2 separate regions of the Hordeum vulgare genome follow, and region 1 is linked to region 2. A link is a contact called in public Hi-C data. All regions are on one chromosome and are shown on one strand. The core of a region is the stretch at or near the end of the contact, and the rest is flanking DNA. Distances in the headings are between cores, read along the strand shown.

Region 1 (6,345 bases), core at 103-2,602, 610 kb before region 2:
GCGTCCCCATATGGGAGGGTGGCCCTGCCACGCTGCGCCGGCCAGGCACGTAGCAGCTGCGCCGTGGCGGGGGCGGGGGGATGTCGGCGACTAAGAAATCGCCGTCCTCGTCATCATCCCGGATCTCCAGCGGCAAGAACTCCTCGTCGTCATCTCCGGCAAACTCGAAGGTCAAGTCCTTGCGGCCCGTGCTGGCTGCCTTGAGCGTGCGGAAGGAGAAGACGACGTTGTGGACGTCGAACACCCTCGCCTTCCACTCCCCAACGCTCTCCGTCTTCTCCTTGCGCAGCCAAGTGGTTCTCTGAACGAGCCTCGCGGAGGTGATGTTGAGCCCCGGCCTGTAGGCGGCCGCGTCGGAGGTGGCTGCATCCTCGTCACCGGCGGCCGCGGCCGCGGCGAACGCGTCATGCACCTCGCGCTTGCCGCGGTGGAGCACAAGGAGCGATCCCGGGGGAAGGCGTCGGCCGCCGGCCTCAGTCTCCTCACCGAAAAAGAGGAAAGAGTGGTCGGCGCGCCGAATGCGGAGGCCGTCGAAGCCGGCGAGGGTGGTGTCCGCGCGCAGGTTGGCGCCGCGCTTCCATATCCGGTAGGTGTCCGACGGCGCGGCGCGCGAGAGGAGCGGCACGACGGAGCTCTCGAAGTGGAAATCCACCTCGAGATAGAAGTCCTGGACCCGGCTCAGCGCGGCGGAGAGCGCGGGCGCCCGGCGGCGGAGCTTGGCCCAGGCCGCCAGGCGGTGAGCGCGGAGGAGGAAGGCCGCGATGTCCTTGCATCCAAGGCAGAGCGCCTCCTGGAGCGGCGTCCACCCGGCGTGGTTCTGGAGCGTGGGGTCGGCGCCGGCGGCGGCGAGCGCGGAGGCGAGGGAGGGGAGCCGGAGCCGCACGGCGAGGTGGAGCGCGGTGTCCCCACCTGGGACGTCGCGGCGGTCGAGCGCCGCGGAGACAGAGGCCGAGAGGCGGGCCTCGCGCGCGGCGTCGGCGGCGGAGAGGATGCGCGAGGGGTGGGCGAGGGGCGGGAGGCCGGCGAGGATGGCGGAGATGCCGGCGGCGTCCCGCAGCGCGACGCAGTGGTGCGCCGGGCTGTGCGCGTAGTCGCAGGGTCGGATCGGCGCGGACGACGTGCGCTTGGGTCGCGGCGCGGGGGACGGGTCCTGAACTGACATTGCCCGCTCCTGGTCGGGGATAGGAGCTCTCCTCTTGGGATTCTTGTTGGGCTCTCTTCCTCGGCTGTGGGGAGGGATGCGTGCGCGCGTGGGGATCGAGTGGAGTGGGGAGCGGTGGAGGTTGGAACCGTTGGGTGGTGAACCAGCCGGGGAAGAAACAAGATAGACGAGAGAGTGGTGTCAAGGATGGGCTAAAGATGGACCGGGCCTAGCCGGGCTCATTCATGTCCTATTTACTAATGATGCAAGATAAGTACTTCCCCTGTTTCAAAATAAATATTTTAATTTTAGTGCAACTTTCTATTGAACTAATATAAAATTGATACATTTATTTTAAAACGGATGGAGTACTTGCTACTGTACGGTCAATCATTGTACTCACTCAAAGTAAACATTTTTCGCGACAATTCATGTTGCGGGTACATAGCAAAATTTTCAAGTAAACACGGGTAATTTTCACAGCAAAATCCTATGATGTCAACATTGCCAAGTCTGGTGTAAAAAATTGTCACAAGAACGTTCGTAGATACCATCCTTCCTAATGAACATTTGTTGCCTATTTGGGATTCTTAAGATAAGTCCCCATGAAAAAAAATATAAGGCTGTTAGGTGCATGGGACGTGAAGATCTCTATCCGGTGTGAGTTGTAAGCGAAAAACATTGTTACTGCTGAAAATATGAGCGATTTATTATGTGATTTTGCTAGCAGAAATAGTAGATAAATCATGAATACCATAACAATTATAAGACAAGAGATGCGACCATATAGAGAGTATGCGAGTAGCATGTGAACTGATAAGTATGAACAGAACATATCTAGAAAAGAAACTAGAACAAGAAGTTGCGGCAGGAACTAAAACAAGAAGAACACGAATACATAGTGAGTTGCATCACTAGCAGAAGTGTGATTGGCATTGACGTCGTCACCGACCATGTTGTCGAAGAGGTTGTTGACGTCGGGGAAGAAGTCGTCGTCTAGGAAGTGGTCGTCGGCGTCCGTGACGTCCGTGATGAAGAAGCCAGTAGTCGCTCAGAGCGCTCCCCAAAAACCTTATCACCCTTCTCTTGTACTGAACTCAAAGCGACGGGCTTTCGGTGGCCTAATGTCCCGATCTGAGACGAAACGAACATGCATCCGTCGAAGAGGTGCATGCGAGGCGAGCGGCACAGGAGGAGGAGCGTGTGTGTGTGTGTGTCTCTTGTTCTCATGCTCATACATGTGTGGAAATATCCTCCCTTATATGAAGGTCCAACTCCTACCAAACTAGCAATGCGGGACTAAACTTTAGTTCCACCTCTTGCCTTGCACGAATGGGCTAAGTGGGTCTCTAGGATTTATTAGGAATTCCAAAATTGGTCATTGGGCTGGCCCAAAACGGTTGAATTCCAACAATCCCCCACCGGCTCACAGGCACACAAAATTTGCCTTTAGTTCGAAAATACTATGTATATACCGGTACTGCAGTGGAGAGTGTTAAGTTGAACTTCCACCTAGTACTCTATGCTACTCTAGTAAGCAACTTGAACAGTGGACTATGCCTTGAACTACAAGTTTTCTGTGAATCTAGCTTCACATAGAGCCTTGACCGATACTAGGCTATCGTGGGACTTCCCCGTGGGTGGAGCTTATGCGTCATACTCCGAGGCCTTTCATGAGTTTACTAGAGAGCACCCTACTCTCATAGATTGCGGTGTTAACAATCACACTCATGTGGGTGTGGTCTTCAAAAGATGTCCTGCAGGACAACATCTCTGCTTCAATAAGCCACTTAGAACATATTAAGATATATATCAACCCGCCATGCAGATTAAGAAAGTATTGCATCTTCATGGAGTAGTATTATCAATGGTAAGGATAATTTCCTCTTAGTTGACCAACAACTTATCTTCCACATCTAATTCATGGGATCTCCGATCACATGGAATAGGTTGCCACTGTGAACAACTCACATTGTGGGTCTCATACCCGTCTCCTTTGATGCATTATCTATCACATTGCATGATAGACCCTTAGGAAAAGGATCTGCCAGATTTTTAGATGTTTAGATATAACCCAATGCAATAATTTCGGAGTTCATCATTTTCTTGACAGATTTTAACCTTGTCTAAACATGTCTTGATGACTTCATGTTATCCTTTGAACTACTCATTCTGGCGATCACAGTTTGATTGTCGCAGTTCATAAGAACACATGGTAGAGGTTTCTCAACAACCGGTAAGTCATTCAAGAGCCAACGAAGCCAATCTGCTTTAACCGTAGTTGTATCTAGTGTTGTGAGTTTTGCTTCCATTTTGACCTCGTTAAGATCGTTTGCTTGCAAGACTTCCAAGAAACAGCACCAAGACCATGAGTGAATACATATCCACTCGTGGCCTTTATCACATCAGCATCATAGATCCATTTTGAGTCAATATACCCTTCAAGTACCTTTTGGTACCCAGTGTAGTGAATTCCATAACTCATAGTGCCCTTCAAATAGCGCATAACTCTTTCTAGAGCTTTCCAATGATCATCTCTTGGTTTTGAGACAAACCAACTCAGTTTGCTAACATCAACAGAGATGTCAGGTCTCGTAGCGCTCGCTAAATACATACGCAAACCAATTATCTGAGAGTATTTCAATTGAACTCTAGCGGTTCTTTGATTATTTCGACGCAACACGCTAGCACCATAAGGTGTTGGAGAGGTCTTGTAGTCACTATAACCAAAGTGACTCAAGATCTTTTCCACATAGTGAGATTGAACCAATGTAATCCCACCATCATCACTTTTGAGCAACATGATCTGAAATAAGAAGAACACGAACACATACTGAGTTGCGTCACGAACACATATCGAGTTGCAATAGCAGAAACAGTGGGATTGGCGTTGACGTCATCACCGGCCATGTTATTGAAGAGGTTGTTGATGTCGAGGAAGAAGTCGTTGTACGAGAAGTGGTCGTCAGCGTCAGTAGTGTCTGTAATGAAGAAGCCAGTTGTTGCGCAGAGCGCTCCCCAAAAACCTTATCACCCTTCTCCCGTACAGAAACAAAGCGGCGGGGTTTCGGAGGCCTACTATCCCGACCTACGGCGCATGCCGGAAGACGGGGTGGGGAAGAACTTAGCAGCAGCTAAGGGTTTGGAACTTGACGGCGAGAGGAAGATGATGATCTAATGTGTCTCTCTGGAGAGGAGGGACCTCTCTTTTATAGGCAGAGGAGAAGGAGGCGAACAAACAAGAACGGGAGGCGAAGCAAAAGAGGGAGACGAAACGAATAGGCACGCGTTGAAGATGTGCAACGTTCGTATTCAATTTCCACTATAGCAAAACATTTCAGCTCTCGAAGAGGTGCCGACAAGAGGCGCGTCATGATGATGCCAGGCGGGTGGCGGTGGAGGAGGAGCACGCGTGTATGTCTCTCTTGTTCTCATGCTCATACATGTGCAGAAACATCTATTGGAAATATGCCCTAGAGGCAATGATAAAATATTTATTATTATATTTCCTGTTTCAAGATAATCGTTTATTATCCATGCTATAATTGTATTGAATGAAAACATAGATACATGTGTGGATACATAGACAAAACAATGTCCCTAGCAAGCCTCTAGTTGGCTAGCCAGTTGATCAAGGATAGTCAAGGTTTTCTGACTATATGCAAGTGTTGTCACTTGATAACTCGATTACATCATTAAGACAATCATGTGAGGAGCTCCCTAAGTATCTACAACTCTCTCAATAACCCTGCTCTCTATCCCACATTTCATCTCAATTTCTGTTGTTTTTTGCATTGATACAATCGCAGTCCATATTTGTCTGCTCATAATCAGATAATCACTTACTTTTAGTTAATATGAACACTTGTAGAGTGTCATACACACCGGTAATGTTGGTACAGTACTAGCACAGTCCATTGGTCAAATATTTAGTACTTAGTTGACTGTTTTTTTCATAAGCGAGCAACATATAAGACAATCATGTGATGGACTAGACCCAAACTATGAACTTAACATGTGATCGTGTCATTTTATTGCTATTGTTTTCTACGTGTCAAGTATTTATTCCTATGACCATGAGATCATATAACTCACTACGACCGGAGGAATACCTTGTGTGTATCAAACATCGCAACATAACTGGGTGACTATAAAGGTGCTCTATAGGTATCTCCAAAGGTGTCCGTTGAGTTAGTATGGATCAAGACTCGGATTTGTCACTCCGTGTGACGAAGAGGTATCTTGGGGCCCACTTGGTAATACAACATCACACACAAGCCTTGCAAGCAATGTGACTAAGTGTAAGTCACGGGCTCTTGTATTATGGAACGAGTAAAGAGACTTTCCAGTAACGAGATTGAAATAGGTATGCGGATACCGATGATCAAATCTCGGGCAAGTAACATACCGAAGGACAAAGGGAATGACATACGGGATTATATGAATCCTTGACACTAAGGTTCAACCGATAATATCTTCGGAGAATATGTAGGATCCAATATGGGCATCCAGGTCCCGCTATTGGATATTGACCGAGGAGTGTCTCGGGTCATGTCTACATAGTTCTCGAACCCGCAGGGTGTGCACACTTAACGTTCAATGATGTTTTAGTATAGTTGAGTTATATGTGTGGTTACCGAATGTTGTTCGGAGTCCCGGATGAGATCACGGACATCACGAGGGTGTCCGGAATGGTCCAGAAATGAAGATTCATATATAAGATGGTTTCATTTGGTCACCGGAAAGTTTCGGGCATTTCCGGCAGTGTACCGGGAGTGACGAATGGGTTCCGGGTGTCCACAGGGAGGGGACCACCCACCCGGGAGTGAGCCCAGTAACCCCAGGGTGGCGCACCAGCCCTTAGTGGGCTTGTGGAGCCATCCCAAGAGGGCTATGGCGCCACAAGTGAAAAAACCAAAGGAAAGGAAAAAAAGGAAAGAGGGAGGTGGGAAGGAAGAGGAGGACTCCTCCTTCCCCAAACCGAATTGGAGAAGGAGTCCTACTCTCCCTTCGGCCGGCGCACCCTTTGGGCTATTGTGCCCCAAGGCTAGCCCCTACCCTCCTCCTATATATATTGGTGGTTTAAGGGTTTTTGAGACACAACTTTGCCACGTGCAACTCAAACCTATTCCACATAGTTTTGCCTCTAGATCGGATTTCTGCGGAGCTCGGGCGGAGCCCTGCAGGAGTAGTTCATCACCACC
Region 2 (6,421 bases), core at 3,115-5,614:
ATGATAACCAACACCAAGCGTGCTCACCCCCAAAGTGCAATTATGATAGAAAAACACACTCTATGCATTTCACATCAGAACCATTGCAAGGGTTCGTGCAATGACATAACATGCAGGCTGGGTTTAGTGCACTTTGCACTACCGGAAGGATGCGAGCTGGGTTTGATGTGGGAAATCAAACGACATGCAGACGGATAAGAGCATGTATGCATCCTGAATACATATGTGTTCATACTGTGTTCAATTAAAAGGTACAAGGCGTGGTATGCGTTATAAAGAAGAAGAAAAGTCAATTTTAAACCTTAATTCAAAATCTCGATTGATTGCATTCTAAACTATGCAATCTCAGTCTAAATCAAACCCTAACATGTTTAGCAGACAGGGATTGTCGACCTGGCAAAGGATAGCCGATATTGATGGCATTTTGCAAGAGGCGCACATCCTACTCCCCCATTGACATGGCATGGATGTGTGCATCCGACCCATTCCTGGCAGCCCATTTGTGAACTTATTTTTAAATCCGTGGACTTTCTTTTGAAAATTCATGAACTTCTTTTAATAATCGTAGAATTTTTTCTGAATCCATGAACCCTTTTTCCAAAATTCATGAACTTTTTTCCTTTGAAAATCTGGTTCATGGGGTTCCTTTTTTTCGTTTGTTGTTTTCTACTAAGATGGCCATCGGTTTTTATATATACTTTAAAATAATTTGAGCATTCAAAAAGTTTCACAAATTTAAGAAAAATAAAGGAAAATAAAAAAGGAAAATGGAAGGAAAGAAAGGAGGAAAACGGGATGGAGTGAACAGAACGCATGTGGTGTTGTTCATCGAACATCAAGTGGTCTTTCAAGACAACCCTGTGCTAATTTTCTGTTTTTACAAAAATAAATAAATAAAACAAGCCCGGTCCAGCGGGCAGCAGTGTAGCGTCCTATGAAATTTTCATTATAAAAAGGAAAAAGTCCAAAAAAACCTGGAACTTGTAGACAAAATATAAACCAAACCCTAAACTTCGAATCCCTGAAACCGATAGACTAAACTCACTGATCGTGGTCTATTTTAAACCTTGAGATAACTTAGCCGGGATTTGCTGAATTGGACTAGGCCCGTTGCGCACGCCCTCTGCTCTGGTTTTTTTGTTTTTTTTTTCTTTTTTCTTTCACACATGTCTACTTCTTTTCAATATCCAATGTAATTTTTAACGCACATATGTATTTTTTTTTGATAAAATTCCAATATTTTTCAACACATTATGTACATTTTAAAAATACTCGGGAAACTCACCCATGTTCTGCTTTTTTATAAATACAAATAGAATTAAAAAAACCCAAACATTTTTTTGAAACAAAAAGACATAGAATTTGTGACAAAAATAGAAAACATAAATATTTTGAACTTCTGAACAATTTAAAAAATGCTCGAACTATTTTAAACTTCCTAAAAAAATAATGGGCCGGCCCAATTTCTGCCTGTGAGAATAGCAGCCTATCAGGTTATCCCGGTTCGGATTATGATATTGTCAGAATCCCGGTATGTCAAACGGACCTAGGATTTAAAATAGACAGGGATTACAAGTTCGGAGTGCCAATTTCAGGAATTCGAAGTTCATGATTTGATTTAGCTTTCGTCTACAACTTCAAGGCTTGTTTTGGACTTTTTCTTAAAAAAACTAAAACAGGCCAGCCAATCAAACAAATCCTTTGCCATTTGTTTTTGCGCCTAAAACAATGTAAAGGTTTGACTCGACCAAGATTACACAATTCACGATGCTATCGGCCAGAATTTCAGTTCGGCCGACCTTATATAAGTTAAAAATAGACATTTTTTGTTGCAAGTGACAATTTCATAAGGCTCCATTTTTATCTAACTATTTTGCATCAAGATTTGTCCAGTATGATCGTCATATTAAAGTTTGCCCCCTTACAACACACGGGCACATAAACCCAGCCTAATATTAAGAAAAACTCTTACCATGAGTTTGCAATTGATATCATCACAGAGCATTAGGAACATAAATCAGACAAGAACAGATAAATCTTCGACCCTTCGAAGTATAGAGTTTTACAGGCCGACATTCAGATGATAATAAGATACCAAACACTAACGCATTAAACCATGACAGCAATCCACCAGCATACTAGTGATAGTATGTACACAGACGTCGCAACCTGAACATCCATTTATTTACAGTGGCCAGGCAGATGGATTAGGCAGACCCGAAAGTGTTCTCGCCACTGTAAGTCATGTACAGGAAGCCATCCTCGTCCTTGTTTTCTTCATAGATCGCAGACATCAACGAAGCTGCCAAAAACAAACATTGATATGAGGATTGGGCAGTCACATATGACCAATAACAAACTAATTTGCTATAAATATGTTTAAGAAAATTACCAGTCGGTGGCAAGGTGCTATTCACAAAGACGAAGATGGCCTTTTCTGGGCTAAGCTTGATCCTCTTCCGTACCACGTAGACAAACTGGCCAACAGTAAGGTCGGCAGGGACAAGATACCTGCAAAAGAATCAATTATAAGCACATCAGCAAGATACTAATACAGATTCCTAACATGGAACAGCAGACAAGAATAATATTTGAAGACCACGGTAAATAAAAAACAGAACAAATAGTCAACAAGTATATAAAATAGAGCACATTCAGACATAATAAATTGTTATGTACATACAAGAAACCTGAAAATGAAACATTGGCATGTTGAAAGAGAGATTGCAGCTGAGAGCAGAGCTAAACCCCAGAAAACAATGAGAAGAACTGCACATCTGGCATCAGAACACAGAAGTGATGAAGATGGATATCTTACTTCTTCTTATCAATTTCCGGGACATCAGACTTATCAGCCTTCTCAACAATCACCTGAAATAATTGATCAAAGAGCTCTATTAGGAGAGATGAATGTGGACAACCTACATATGTAAAAGATAAGTCCAGAGATATATTTACCGGAATTCTATCAGCGTACTTCTCACGGATCCTGGCAGATTCAGCTTGCCTCCTCTCTATAAAAAGGTAATTTTAATAACATAAGATGAAAATAACTTGCCAATGGAAAAAACAATTGAAGCTTGAACCAAGATCTCATATGCATCAACCAGTGAAAAGCAGAACATATTATACCCTCCAGGGAAGATAGTACATCATATTAAAAAAAGAAATACTATATGAGACCATTTTGTAAAATATTTCTTTTACAGGGGAACAATCAATACTATATGAGACCATTTTATAAAATATTTCTTTTACAGGGGAATAATCTTGGCAATCCTGGCAATCCATAGGAGAAGCCAAACAATACATTCAATCGCACCAATAAGACAGAACAGTAGTACAACAGAAATTGTACGCCAAAGTATCACATCATTGTTGGTTACTTAACTGAGTAAAACAGTATCTTATGAATATGATCTAACAAAGTCATTCGGCAATATGAATTATTATTAAGATATAATACGAATAGCACACGGACAAAAAAAACCTTAAAAGTAGAATATATCAGGCAGTCATCATTATATGGAACAGTCTATTTTTATAGACTGAACAGAGTGTAAATTCTAATGCAAGATGGATAAACGACTTAATATCAAGACCATGAAATCTATCTTTGCAGCACCATTCAATTAGAATACAACTCAATCACAAAAAACAGACAGTACTGGATTGATGAACTGAGTCTTCCTACTGATTTTAATCATTTTGACAGATGTAACATATACGGACTAATAATACTAGTCTACATGGTGGTTCAATAAAACACCAATCTGAAACACACCGACAATATCTGCCAACAGCATATGGGACAGGAAAGAACGTCCGGAATACACAAATTAGCACGCCGGAGCACGGAAGCAATCAACTATAACCAAGTTATCACGTCACGTAAAAGAAAGTCTAAATTACTTTGGTGTCAAACAACTGGTCCACAGGTTTCAATCAGTGAAATACCAAACTCTCGTATATGAGTACTCCTATATTATCGATCGGACGAAAAAGCAAAACAGAGCGTAAACTGAAAGAAATTAACAGCCAGAGGGGCAAGAGAAACAAACCCAGGGGGTGCTCGGTCTTGAAGCAAGTCTTGGCCATCTCCAACCTGCGATCGATCGAGAAACAATCCACCGATCAAATCGATCCCAGAGCGGATGATGAAAGCGATAAGAAAACCCAAATTCTCCGAACTCTGGGCGGATCTTTTGGGGAAAAAGGATGGAGGGGCTCACCGATGGGATGGCGCTGCCGGGGACGAGATTGATCGAGGCGATCGGGGTGGCGGAATCGAGGGGGGAGACTGGATTGAAAGTCGCTCGGCGGAAGCAACCGGAAGGAAGTCGCGGGGTAGGGTTTGGTGGTGGAGGCGTGTCGCGGCTATTTAAGAGGGCCTTCCCTGTGGGGAATCTTATGCCGTGCCCCTCGGGTTCTAGCTGTATTGTATTGTGTGTACACAACTCGCACGGTTGTGACGGTTCGTTTTGTGCAGAGGATTCAAACTCAATTTGTATTCAATTCCGTAACGCGTGCTCTTCGTTAACTAGTAATTGTTTTAGGCTGGCCATAGTGAGAGTAATTAAGGTAGTACTTGGGACTAGCAAACATGCTGATGTGACAGACAATTAAAAAAGAAAGAGAGGATTAGAGTAACATACCGTAACATGTTAAATGTTATGCTACTATGGCCCTGTTTGTTTCAGAAGTTCCGGGACTTTTTTTAGTCCCAACTTAAAAGTCCCTAGTCCCTACCCGTTTGTTTTTAGAAACTAAATAAGGACTAGAGGTTATTAAATGACATGTAAAAAGACCATGTTACCCTTAGTGATGTATTAGTAGTTATTAAATGACATGCTAAAAATAGGGGCATTGTTGGAAAAAGTGACAAAAAGTCCCAAAAAGACCCTCCCATAGGGACTTCTCCAAATAGTCCCAAATACCCCCTTTTAGTCCCTAAAAGACCCTCCTGTTTGTTTCACATGGGACTTTTTGGGACTTTTTTAGTCCCTACATCAAAAAGTCCCTTGAAACAAACACCCCCTATGTGTCATGCATGTCAATAAATAAGGTCATCTATGATACTACTTTATGATAATATGCACTATGAAAGTAATATCATACAATAGTACCATATGCATGATACTACTATATGATACTCCTCACTATGACCAGCCTTAGGCAACCTCGTTAACTTTATTGCTTTGTTCAAAACGAACTACTTTTGTACTTCTAGCCTAACTCACCAAACCGTTTGATTTTCTAACTCATCAAACCGTTGTCACTAGACGGAGAATTTTTTATATATTAGGCAACCGAACCAATATCGGTTACAAGCGGATCATTAAAAAGAAACCTCATCAAAACACACAAGATCCGTTAGAAATATATCTTCGCACTCTTTTCGACGATACTAGAAACAACACATGGATGAAGCCAAGTGGAATGAATCTTTTCATCCTTCGAGAGCCACCGTCGCCTCGGCTTTCTGAACATAATATAAACCCTAACGACACTCAAAAGACACATAAAAATGAAGCCTTGCGAACATCGACTATTTGATGTTTGTTTGATTATTTGATGGAAGATATTAACTTCAGATCCTTGATCACCATTATTATATCCTCTGATCTTAAACATGTTGATGAGGTGTGAGTAGTTGATATTGTTCCTGAGGACATGTGAGAAGTTTTGTTATAAGTAATTATGTGAAGTTGATATTCGTTTAATATTTTGATAATGTGTATGTTGTTGCTTCTCTTAGTGTTGTCGTGTGAAGATCGACTACACGACACTTAACCATGTTATGGGTCTAAGGAAAGACACTGTGGAGTACCAAATAGATGATGGGTTGCGAGAGTGACAGAAGCTTAAACACCAATACATGCATTGCTTCATAAGGGGCTGATTTGGATCCACATGTTTCATGCTACGGTTAGATTTATATTAATTGTTCTTTCGTAGTTGCGGATGCTTGCGAGAGGGGGTAATCATAAGTGGGTTGCTTGTTCAAGTAAGAACAATATCTTAGCACTGGTCTACCCATATATCAAATTATCAAAGTAACGAACGCAAATCAACTAAACATGATGACATGACTGGACAGTAATTCCCATGTGTCCTCGGGAGCGTTTGCTTCATACAAGAGTACTTTCCGGCAATGTCCTTTGTTATAAAAAGGATTGGGCTACCTTGTTGCGCACTTGCTACTATTGTTATTTGTCACTTGTTACGAATTATTTTGCTACAAAACTATCTATCATTATTACTTACAACATATGGAGAGAATACCTTGCTGAAAACCGCTTGTCATTTCCTTTCGCTCCTCGTTGGGTTCGATGCTCTTACTTATCGAAAGGACTACGATTGATCCCCTATACTTGTTGGTCATCATCCATCAAGAGCCATCAAATGCCTCCTTGTTTGA

Evidence for each region. Hi-C and Micro-C count contacts between places; a contact is called where the count stands out from the background.
Region 1: a contact with region 2 is called in a Hi-C map of seedling, with 5 times the contacts expected there. The contact joins the promoter of LOC123425916 here to the promoter of LOC123425915 in region 2. A contact is called at or near these places in 2 of 6 Hi-C or Micro-C datasets (leaf and seedling) and 1 of 1 datasets of contacts at active chromatin or transcription factors (embryo).

Annotation. Positions count from the first base shown.
Region 1 is chr2H:219,449,925-219,456,269 of MorexV3_pseudomolecules_assembly, reverse strand. It overlaps LOC123425916 (ankyrin repeat domain-containing protein 13C-like), which reads right to left and starts at 1,352. Exons shown (of 2, transcript XM_045109679.1): 1 at 1-1,352. The coding sequence starts at 1,162.
Region 2 is chr2H:218,838,373-218,844,793 of MorexV3_pseudomolecules_assembly, reverse strand. LOC123425915 (autophagy-related protein 8A) reads right to left here and starts at 4,364. Exons shown (of 6, transcript XM_045109678.1): 1 at 4,233-4,364; 2 at 4,062-4,105; 3 at 2,959-3,014; 4 at 2,819-2,871; 5 at 2,393-2,511; 6 at 1,956-2,302. The coding sequence starts at 4,098. The coding sequence ends at 2,208.